Regions from separate parts of the Mus musculus genome. Here region 2 is linked to region 1. A link is a contact called in public HiChIP or PLAC-seq data. All regions are on one chromosome and are shown on one strand. Each heading gives the region's core, a stretch centred on a gene start, on an enhancer-like site or on the middle of the called end of the contact. The rest is flanking DNA. Distances are from core to core; before and after follow the strand shown.

The links. HiChIP or PLAC-seq counts read pairs in DNA pulled down with a chosen protein or histone mark.
Region 2: an H3K4me3 HiChIP or PLAC-seq map of embryonic stem cells shows a contact between it and region 1, with 19 read pairs. The contact joins two enhancer-like sites. A contact is called at or near these places in 2 of 15 datasets of contacts at CTCF or cohesin (the NIH/3T3 cell line and large pre-B cells), 3 of 484 Hi-C or Micro-C datasets (bone marrow-derived macrophages, embryonic stem cells and pre-pro-B cells) and 10 of 115 datasets of contacts at active chromatin or transcription factors (differentiating embryonic stem cells, embryonic basal ganglia, embryonic forebrain and 5 more).

What each region holds. Positions count from the first base shown.
Region 1 is chr11:88,324,892-88,330,476 of GRCm38.p6, forward strand. No RefSeq gene overlaps it. Among named protein-coding and RNA genes, the nearest start is that of Mir378b, 25 kb to the right of the region's middle. Within about 2 kb of position 2,365, at least 7 of the 459 cell types and tissues checked have an H3K27ac peak or open chromatin away from gene starts, as enhancers often do.
Region 2 is chr11:88,817,712-88,823,296 of GRCm38.p6, forward strand. No RefSeq gene overlaps it. Among named protein-coding and RNA genes, the nearest start is that of 4930556N13Rik, 31 kb to the right of the region's middle. Within about 2 kb of position 3,365, at least 54 of the 459 cell types and tissues checked have an H3K27ac peak or open chromatin away from gene starts, as enhancers often do.

The DNA.
Region 1 (5,585 bases), core at 1,115-3,614:
AGGAAACTAGGAAAGGGGATAGCATTTGAAATATAAATGAAGAAAATATCTCATTAAAAAAGTGTATACTGCCCATTAGGATGCAAGAAGGACATAGTGTCCTTCTTCGGATGGTGGAGTGGAAGGGACTCACCTGATTCAAACCAGGGACTCTGAAAAATAACTGGCCCTTAATCTTACAAAGTGTCAAGGCCACGAAAGTCAGCAAGAGGCAGAAGCACTCTGCTGAGGGAAGACCAATGAGACAGGGCGGGTAATAGTAATACATTCTGTTACTGCCCCTTTAACTAAAGGACTTGATTGGGACAACAGATGACACTTGAGAGGGCATGGTCCACTCAAATTAAGGTGGATGTTAATTTCTTGTTTGTTTTTTTAAAAATACTTATCTACATTGTATGTGTATGGGTGTTTTGCCTGCATGTATGTTTGTGTACCACATGCGTGCCTGGTGTCATTAGAGGTCAGAAGAGGTATTAGATCCCCTGGGATCACAGTTAAAGGAGATTGGGAGCTGCCATGTGGGTGCTGGGAACCAAATCTGAACTCTTTGGAAGGTCAGTTGGTGCTAAGCCATCTTTCCAGCTCTGGATGTTAATTTCTTAATTTTGATGGCTATTTCGTGCTTATGTAGAAGAATGTTGCTATGGGAAATATATTAAAATGCTATGTGTGTATGTGTATGCATGTGTGTGCATGTACTGAGTGTGCGTGTGCAGGCAGTACATATATATGAACATGTATGTATGTGTGCATAGGTGCATGTACACACTAGGTGTGTGTACATATTCTGTGGGTGTGCACACACAGGGGTGTGGCTATCTAGTACCTTACCTGTCTTCACTCTTAAATTGTTCTTTGCTACTGCTCTTACAAAATCAGATTTTACATCTAAAATTACTTAATTACTTTCATAGACTTACTTATTTTTATGTATATGAGTATTTTGCTTGCATGTATGTTCTTGACCACTTGAGAGTCTGGTGCCTGTGGAGGTTAGAAGAGGGAGTTAGATCCCTATCCTCAGAAGCAGGAGTTACAGATGGTTATGAGCTTTGGGCTCTGGGAATCAAGCCCAAGTCCTCTGAAAGAACAAGTTCTTAGTAAATTAGTTTAAAATTAAAAAAGCTGCTTATAATGGCAAAAAAAGGTGGAAACAACTTAAAAATCCATCTATATATAATAAGGAAAGGGAATATTGTATATCCAGTGAAGTGGAATATTATGTAACAATGAAGTGAAATTTGATTCATGACCCAACAAGGATAAGCCCAGAAGAGATTACACTAAGTGAAATAATCTAGGAACTAAAGATCATGCATCATGATTCCACTGGGGTGGAATGTCTCTGACAGAGCCATTTACAGACATAGAAAATAGGTTAGTAGGTTACTAAGGCAGGGGGAGGGTGAACAGGGGTGAGTCCTGGTAGTATCTTTTGGGGGGATGGACGAAAGTATCTTAAATAGACTGTGGCGCAATGTCTTCCCACCTTGTGACTCTACTGAAAGACACTGGATTGTGCTTTTTCATACAAAAATGGGCGAACCATATGGTGTTTGGGTTATATTCTAATCACGTTGTTAACCAAGGGATAAAACTGGATTTGCGGAGTTCACCACTGTTCACTCTTTCATCATCTCTAAATCTCTGTACAATCCCAACCTAGTGAGATTTATTTGGGAAGAAGCAAACCAAATTTAGTTAAATTCAACGTGTTTTCGATGAGAGCCTGCCCTCTGCCAGGCTCTGGGATGAGAGCATGGCAGGTTCAGAAACTGGAGACACCTGACATCTTTGTCTTCCAGAGGGGACAGTGCTGTGGCAAAGGTGACACAGCTTGGGGAGCTCAGCAAGGGGGATGCTCACATCTTCCCTAGGTTGCTTAGGTTTCCCCAGAGGCAGCGCTTAGACTTGAGCCACAGGCAAGAGCCTGAGGTTGCACAGGCGTGGGTGTGAAGAAGCTGCTGCTGGCAGTAGGTGTAGCCTGAGCCTCTGGACTAGGGTTTAGGAGAGAGCAAACAGTTCTCTGTAAAGTGTGCCCTGGGCACACTATGGAAGTAAAGGAGGTTCTGAGTGGGCACAATCCACCTTAAAAATAAGGACCATGGCAACAGAAGGTCACTAGAAGCTTCTAGAATAGGAAGAGAAGAAAGGAATTAGGAGGTAATTGACTATAGTGCTCCCACTGGAGGAGAGCAGGTGGCTAGTCCTGGCATTCTCTGCCCCTCTGAAGTTAAATGGCCCGAACCTGCCCCCTGCCGAGTGTCCCACACTAAAGGCTCCTCTGTCACTATAGATCACTCCACAGAATTCAGTCTCAGCCAGCTCAGTCCCCTGGAGTGTGGCTGTCACTTGATTCCCCTGGTGGCCGGCTGCCTTGAGTGCTCCTGTGGAGGGAGCAGGGTTCCAGGGACAGCTCTGTGTGAAGCTTACATACCTCGGCTCCAAATGGCTTGCCAGCCTCCTCCCTCTGCAGAATGGCAGGCTCAGGAGCTGGAAGCTGGCTCACCAAGTTGGTTCACCTTGAAGGCTCCTGGGAGGAGGGGGATGGAGAATACAAAAGGCCCCTTTGATTCTTTGAAAGAGGGCTGGGGAGGAAGGCAGAAGACCAAGGCAAGCAGTTTGTATCTTGGAGACAGCTCAGTGGAGGACTTCAGGACTTTTTTTTCCCACCTATCAAAGCCTGTGGGATCTTTAGAAAACTTCCCCAGCTCAGCTACCCTGGTGCTGCAGACCCAGGCCCTCATGGAGGTCAGGCAACCACACCACCGATCAACACCCCACTCCATGAAGGACTTCCCAGAAGCAGTGGTAGGGAAGACAAGGCACCTGGCTTTCAGCCCAAGAGCCGAAGGTTTCTGAAGCTTTGTGACTGATGCACGGGACAAAGTGGAACAGGCTTGAAATCTCTTCCAACCTCAGGGAACCAAGAGAGGGGCTCAGGGATTCTGATCAGCGCTCTGCGGCCTGAAAACCGCATAGATGTGTCGCCTCAGTGATGGTCTGAGTTCTGTCTCCAGATAGGTCCCTCAGGGGAATTAGATTTACCTTGATCAACCCTTTAGCCCCTCAGTCTTTTAGACACCTCTTCCTTCATCAGACATTTTGTCACAACGTGGCTTAGAGACCCTTTCACTATGAGCATCACCTGTACCCTTGAAGGGATACCAGAGCTGGTTTCCTGGAAGTAGCTCCTTCATTAGCAAGTTTGCTCACCCAAGACGTTGCTTTCTTTCTTCCTTTTTTAAAAAATTCATTTTATTATTTTGTGAGTATGAATGTTTTGCCTGCAAATATGCATGTCTGTGTACCATATGCATTCCTGGAACCTGAGGTCAGAAAAGGGTATCAGATCCCCTGTAACTATAGTTACAGATGGTTGGGAGTTGCCATGTAGGTGCTGGGAATTGAACCCAAGTCCTCTGCAAGAGCAACAAGTGCTCTTAACCACTGAGCCATCTCTCCTGCCCCAGAAATTGCTGCTTCCCCTTCTTCCTTTCTCTTCTTCTTCTTCTTCTTCTTCTTCTTCTTCTTCTTCTTCTTCTTCTTCTTCTTCTTCTTCTTCTTCTTCTTCTTCTTCTTCTTCTTCTTCTTCTTCTTCTTCTTCTTCTTCTTCTTCTCCTCCTCCTCCTCTTCCTCCTCCTCCTCCTCCTCCTCCTCCTCCTCTTCCTTCCTGTTTTTTTTTTTTTTTTTTTTTGGTTTTTCAAGACAGTGTTTCTCTGTGTAGCCCTGGCTGTCCTGGAACTCACTCTGTAGACCAGGCTGGCCTCGAACTCAGAAATCTGCCTGCCTCTGCCTCCTAAGTGCTGGGACTAAAGGCGTGAGCCACCACTGCCCGGCTTCTAACTCATTTTCTGCTCCTCCTCCTCCCCAGCCCCACCCAGGTCCCAGGGCTTAGTTTTGAGCCAGGTTAGGAGCCCTAAGCTAAGCTCTACGTTGGCTTGTCGCTCTTTCTTCAGCAGAGGATGTGCGTTGCTGGCCCACCTCCATCTATTGTGAGAAAGCCAAACTGAACAGGCAGACAGGAGCTGTGCAGTTCCACAGAAATCTCCCAAGGCCATTACATTGGTTTCGCTGGATGCACGGTGCTGAAAACTTTCATTATAAAAAGCAAGTTTCTATTGAACATGTTCTTGGCAGATTGGACATTTGGATAATGGAGCATATGGAATGTTGGCACGCTGCCACATGAGTCGACAGACCAATCCTATGGGAGGAGGCAGCCTGGAGTTTCTGAGCTGAGTGGAGCAGGGGCATTGCCATCCTGAGACCCCTGGACTCTGGTGCATCTCTAATCGTGGGATGCCTTGTAAGGAAAGTGAGCTTAAACACCACGCTCATATACACTAAACATATCACACGTCTAACATCACCTGGGGGCAGCCGTGTTACTGTTGACCCCCACCCCATGGAGTTATGGCTCCCAAGGTGCACTGGGGCTCAAGCAGAAAGGTGGGTGGATGGTTCCAACCTAAGGGTCTGTTGTGTGCTTCAGGAAGCATGGGGGGGGGCAGTGCAGGTTTTGGCAGGGAGGTAGGTCAGCAGATGGGGGCATCCACGTTGTCGTGTTCATGGTGGTTTGTGTTATAGATGCTGGGGTCCAGGGAGCCTTGTTGTTGGCGAGAGGCATAGGTCGTGAGGCTGGATCAGCAGACAGGTACTGAATGAGCCCACGTTTCTCAACTCTACAAGACGTAACACTTCTTTACATAAAGGCATTTAATGTTCTCTTTACTAGCCTCAAAGAAAATTCACACGTCATTGATGGACACATCATATTAGTTGATCCTTTTCCCATTGTAACTGAGTACTTGGTAAGAAGCTTGTGGGGTCTGAGGGGATGGCGTGGCTGGTAATAGTGCTTGCTGCTCTTGCAAAAGACCCAAGTTTAGTTTCCTGCACCCACAGCTCACAACCACACTCAGTTTATGCAGTGCTGGGGCTCAAACCCAGGGCGCTGTAAATGACAGCCAAGTGCTCTCCCTGCTCCTACCAACTGAATTACACCCCAGGTCCTGGGCTCACTGAGGGTACAACCCACGATTGCAGGGAAGGCTTGGTGGTCAGAGTGGTATGTGGCTGTGCTGGTGGGAGGTGGGTGAGATTGCTTGGTTGTCTAGGAACCACAGATTGGGCAGAGGGCAAGCTTAGGCTATAAAACCTCAAAGCCCGCTTCCTTCAGCGAGGCTCCGTCTCCTAAAGGTTCCACAATGTCCCAGACGGTGCCATCAGCCAGGGACCAAGAAGCTTAACATGTAACTTATGGGGACACTTCACAGTCAAGCCATAAGGCATACATTTTCAAAAATCTTTTGTCCAGGTACACTAATGCAAAGCACATAATATGAATAAGAAATAGAAAGCAATTATAACAAAATAATGTGTTTTGTTATGTACACATTTGGATGTGTAAGTATTTGGGCAGAGTCTGCCTTATACTAGTCAGTTTTTCTGTCATGGTGACAAAATGCATTTCATTTCAGGAAAAATGAAAGCCAGCAAGATTTATTTTGGCTCTGGGTTTCAGGTTTTTTCAGCCCACGGTTGGCTGGGTTTTTTTTGAGGCTTTGGTGGAAGGGAAG
Region 2 (5,585 bases), core at 2,115-4,614, 490 kb after region 1:
CACTGCCCTAACGTAGCATCTACAGCCCTTTGTACTGAGGGCAGAACCGTCTCAGACCACAGGGCCTCAGACCACAGGTAAGAAGCTGTTCAAACCTGCTGCCATTTTCAATGGTCAGGAGAGGCAAGATTTCTCTCAGTATTATGAAGTCAAGGCAAGAGGTAGCAGTAATTTGTTGGTTGAAGGAACTCCCTGCCATCCGGAGCCGGACCCTTGGAGCTTTCTTTGTCCGTTGGTGAAATCTATTCATGGATGTCATAAAGACTTGGAGAGAAAGCTTTTCTTGGGAGTGATTTCTATTTACAGAAGAGTGGCAGCTTCTGAGTGAGCTTCCCCGGCATAGTTTCCTCCTGAGTCGCCACTGACCGTAGGCACAGCACAGCCCTCAGGGCTGAGAGCCAATGGTGGGTTGGGCGGGCGGGCGAGTGGGCAATGCTGAGACAGGAACTAACTCCCTCATTCCTCAGATTTCACAGCTTTCCCGCTGAGGGTCTTCGTGTTCTCAGATCCAACGCAGGCCATCACGTCACATTTAATCCATTGTATGTTTTCATCTGCCTCAATAATCTCCACCTAGTAGGTAAATTCCCATACACATCAACATACAAATTTGTTTTATTCTTAACTTACTTTTATTTGCTGTGGGCTGAGGTCAAACCTCATGCGCGTTAGGCGAGTGCTCTACCTCTGAGCTATACTCTTAGTCCAGGCATGTAAACTTAACACAAACAAAATAGTTACCTTGTCTGTTTTTCATAACGGAGTTTGGGAAGATTTCTTGGAAGAAAAAAGGGATTCATTATACTTTTTTTTTTAAAGATTTATTTATTTATTATATGTAAGTATACTGTAGCTGTCTTCAGACACTCCAGAAGAGGGAGTCAGATCTTGTTACGGATGGTTGTGAGCCACCATGTGGTTGCTGGGATTTGAACTCCTGACCTTCGGAAGAGTAGTCGGGTGCTCTTACCCACTGAGCCATCTCACCAGCCCCCACTTTTTTTTTTAAGATTTATTTATTTATTATATGTAAGTACACTAGCTGTCTTCAGACACACCAGAAGAGGGAGTCAGATCTCATTAGGGATGGTTGTGAGCCACCATGTGGTTGTTGGGATTTGAACTCAGGACCTTTGGAAGAGCAGTCAGGTGCTTTTGCCTGCTGAGCCATCTCACCAGCCCCCTCATTATACTTTTTAAAATAAATGTATTCACTGGGTATGGTAGCAAAAACCTTTAATCCTAGCATTGTGGAGGCAGAAACAGGTGGATTTCTAGTAATTCAAGACTAGGCTCGTCAACATAGTATACATAAATAAAAGAAAAGTAAAATAATTGTCTAAATAAACATAAAGTTAAAAAGTTTATTTACTGTGCTAGATGGATTTATGTCAACTTGACAAAAGTTACGAGTCATCTGAGAGGAAGAACTTCGTTTAAGAAAATGCTTCCATGCCGGGCAAGGTGGTGCACGCCTTTAATCCCAGCACTTCGGAGGCAGAGGCAGGCAAATTTCTGAGTTCAAGGCCAGCCTGGTCTACAGAGTGAGTTCCAGGACAGCCAGGGCTACACAGAGAAACCCTGGAGAGAGAGAGAGAGAGAGTAGAGAGAGAAAGAGAAAATGCTTCCATAAGACTGAGATATAGGCAAGCCTGTAGGACATTTCCTTAATTAATGATTGATGGAGGGTGGGTTCAGCCCATTGTGGGCGGTGCCATCCCCAGGCTGGTGGTCCTGGGGTCTGTAAGAAAGCAGGCTGAGTAAGCCATGGGCAGCAAGCCAGTAAGCAGCCCTCCTCCATGGCATCCACATCAGCCCCTGTCTCCAGGTTCCTGGCCTGCTTGAGCTCCTGTCCTGATCTCTTCCAGTGATGAGCAGCCATCTGAAAGCACGAGCCAAAAAGCCCTTTGCTCCCCAGGTTGCTTCTGGCCAGGGCGTGTCACCACAGCAATGGTCACCCTAAGACAACACCCATCCATCTGTTCACTTTTGCCGGGCTGGGATCAGAGCCCAGGGCCTTTGGTGGTACACACCTGGAGTCCCAGTACTCCAGAGGTTGAGGCAGGAAGATTAAAAGTTCAAGGTCAGCCAAGGCTGCAAACACCTTCCACTGGATTTTAAAGAGATTGCTGCCAGGCATGGTGGCACACTCCAGTAGTCAGGAATCAGAAGCAGGAGGACAAGTTCACCATTCTGATCTACATAGCAAGTTCTAGCCTAGCCAGGCCTAAATAGTAGGACCATACCTACCTGTATCTACATCTACATCTCTGCCTATATCTATTATAACTATATCTATATCTATTATAGCTATAGCTATATTACAACTATATCATCTCTATTTATATATTTATATTATATCTATCTATCTCGTCTTTATCACATATATCTATCAATATCGGTTATTCAGAGAGAGAGGGACAGAGACAGAGAGACAGAGATTGCCGCCAGGCTCACTGAAAGCACCTATAATACCATCTACTCAGGAAGACTGAAGCAGGAGATTCTTTGTTTGAGAACAGTCTGGGAAATTTAGCAACAATGTCTCTTAACAACAACAACAAAAACTAACTAAAAACCACTAGGCTTGAGGCTGCTCCCACCAGCCAGCACCTGCACAGGACCTTCTCCTCGGTCCAGTGGTCTCTCCTTACCCATCACCCATCTTCTACTCCCCTTCCTTTCTCCTCCCTCCTCGCTGCCCCTCCCTACGGGATCCCTTCTTTTGTCCCTCCAGCGCAGGGGTGTTTTGCAGGCCTAAGCCCCCCTCCTAAACTCTCAAATGCTTGATAGAACAAAAGGCTAACATGGAAGGCAAGCCAGGACTGCTAATGCTGTTTGGTTTCGTTGTCTTTGGTCTCCCACACAGCAGGTCTCTAAGTAAGTGGAGTGCACCTGTCTGCAAGTGTATTTACATGCACACTTCTCCCCCCCCCCGCCCCCACCACCATGAAAAGCAGGGCCTGAGTTGAGGCTAACTCTCTTGTCCCCTCCCCTGCTTCCCTTCCTCACCCCCACCCTTCCCCTGATCTCCTTCCCTGTCCCCTCCCCTCCTCTCCCCTCCTCTGCTTCCCTTCCCACTCCCCTCCCTAAGATCATGATCCCAGTCCTGGTCCCATGGCCCTGGGAATTCCTGTCTAGCGCCCTCCTCCTCTGAAGTGTCTTACTTCCTGTCCTAAACTGTTGCTCTGAGTCCCCACGCATCCCCGTGCTTTTGCCTCGGAGGGCCTCGTTTCCTGACTAAGTAGCAAGCCAGCCAGTACAAAGGCTGAATAAACAGTCAGTAGAAATTAACTTGAATGTTCAGGGAGAAGAACAAAGACTTCCGACGTGAGCCAGGGAAGGAATCGTAATTGCCAGAGAGAGAGGGGCGGCCCTGAGCTCAGGCTGCTGGAGACTTGGGAGCGCGGATGTTGACAGTGGCGGAGACAGGCAGGCGCGCGATGCTGACTTGATAAGTGGAAGAGTGAGAATTCTAATTCAAGGAAGATGCAGATAGAGAGGAGCACGAGAACAGAGAGGAGGGGCCGCTGAGGGGTCCAGAGGCAAAAGGCAAGGTCCCCCTGCTCCCGGCGGGGTATCCTTGCCTGGGCTCCCAGCCCAGAGTAGACGTTCTCATGGGGACACCAACAGTAACCAAGTACGCATTCATGGAGACTCCAGGATAGGAGAAAGGCAGAGGCAACTGGCATTGTGTCTCCAGGGTGGAAGAAATGACGAGTCCTATGAACCCAGAGAAACAGAGAGGGCCCCACCCTAGACCATGGAAGCAGACCCATTTAAGAGACTTCTACAGAGAAGCAGCTGGCACGACCTGTCCTTACCCCACCCGGTGTAGCAGCTTACAGAGGGGTGTGAATGCTCAGAGCCATGCCCTGGAGGAAGGCGTTGCAGGGTAGCATCCTGAGGAAGAGTGCACCCTGGAGAAGGGTCCTAGGAGACAGCCTGCGATGAGAACACAGGCCTCTGTGCCTTGACGGGAAGGAAAGGGAGAAGAGGAGGCTAGATAGATGCCAGGAGACTTCCGAGGGAGGGGAGATTGGTTGGTGGTTCCAGAAATGGGATAAAGGAGAGCTTCCTGGAACATCTCCCCTGGCAGAAAGGAGGCAGCCAGCTCCCAGGACCCGTGGTTGGGGCTATCGGAGGAGTGTGAACACTCTGAACGGCAGCGTTTGCTGGAGAGAGACCATGACAGACCACCCAACCTCCAGAGACCACGAGGAGGGACAACCGGGTCCCTGCTGCCACTGGTGGCCCGCCAGAGTGGACACAGTACATGTTTGTGGCTGGAAAGCCAAGTGACGGTACAGAAGCCTGGGAAGGGTCCAAGCAGGACACCAGGCTTCCATCCTTGGGTAACTTGTGCCCCTCAATGCTAGGTAAAAGCCCCCCAGGAAGAACCAGACCTTCGAAAACCTCTGATTCTTTTAGTTGTTTGGCAAAAGACATCTCCATGCTCTGTGGCCTCTTAATTTCGTAGATGGTGAAAGGCAGAGAATTAAAGAATCAATGGGCAATTAAGGAGGTACTGGCAGGTACTGGCCAAGAGCATATTATTTATTTATTCAGCCAGCCACACTCATTTTTAAAGAGCTAACTTCCATTTTGTTTCTGACACCAAAAATAAATCAAACTAAAAACTGTATACATCATAACTGAAAAAAAAATACATATTTGCATGGTATGTCGCCCCTGTGAAGCCTCAGCTGCGACCTGCAAAAGGAATTTTTGTGTAAAAAAAAAAAAAGAGAGAGAGAGATGAATTCATTCTGCACTGGCCTTCCCTGAGGGTACAGATAGGATCGAAAAGACAAAAATAAGGTTTTAATTCACTAGTGATTTTCCCACCCCGTCTCAAGCTTCTTTTTGATTCTTAGCATCCATTTTCCTGGGTCGTCTTGGGAGGGTTGCAAGATTTCAATCCATTAACACAGTAGTAGGTTGGTGAAATTTCAGAACAGGCTGAGATGAACAGCCACAATGAGGACACAGCTGCCCTGGGGCTCCCGGCAGAGAACTCAGCCTATGATTCAGCTCCTAGCCCATGATCTGGCGCCCTAAGGGAGGGGATCTCTTTGAAGAGCCCTCTTTTCTCTCCTCTACTTCCCCGACTTGGGAGAAATCCAGTCTTGCCCCCTAGTCCATATCAGCTCTCTGATTTTGGAGCAGCTCCTTGGCACTAAATATACCTGCACCATTGACTGTCTTCCACCCTCCCTCCCCTCCTCACCCCGCCCCGCCCCCCACGCACCTCCTCATTCCCTCCCCAGCAAGCGCTTTTGGCGTACTACAGGTATCTTCCCAAGCTACCCCAAGGTTGATTCTAGGACAGTGGCTCTCAAACTTAAGTCTGCATCTAAACTACGTGGACAAAGTGCTACACGGTTCTCGGTCAGTAAGTCTCGGGTATGAGCTGGGGATTTGCATTCCTGTTAAGTTTAATACTGAGACAAGTGCTTGGAGAACCTGTTTTCTGGGATGAGGCAAAGGGAGGGGATACCCGTAGTAGCTTGTGCTGTGGTGCCATCTAGTGGACATAGACCACAATAGCAGCAGTCTGCCCTGTGGAGTGCACAAGACTTCAT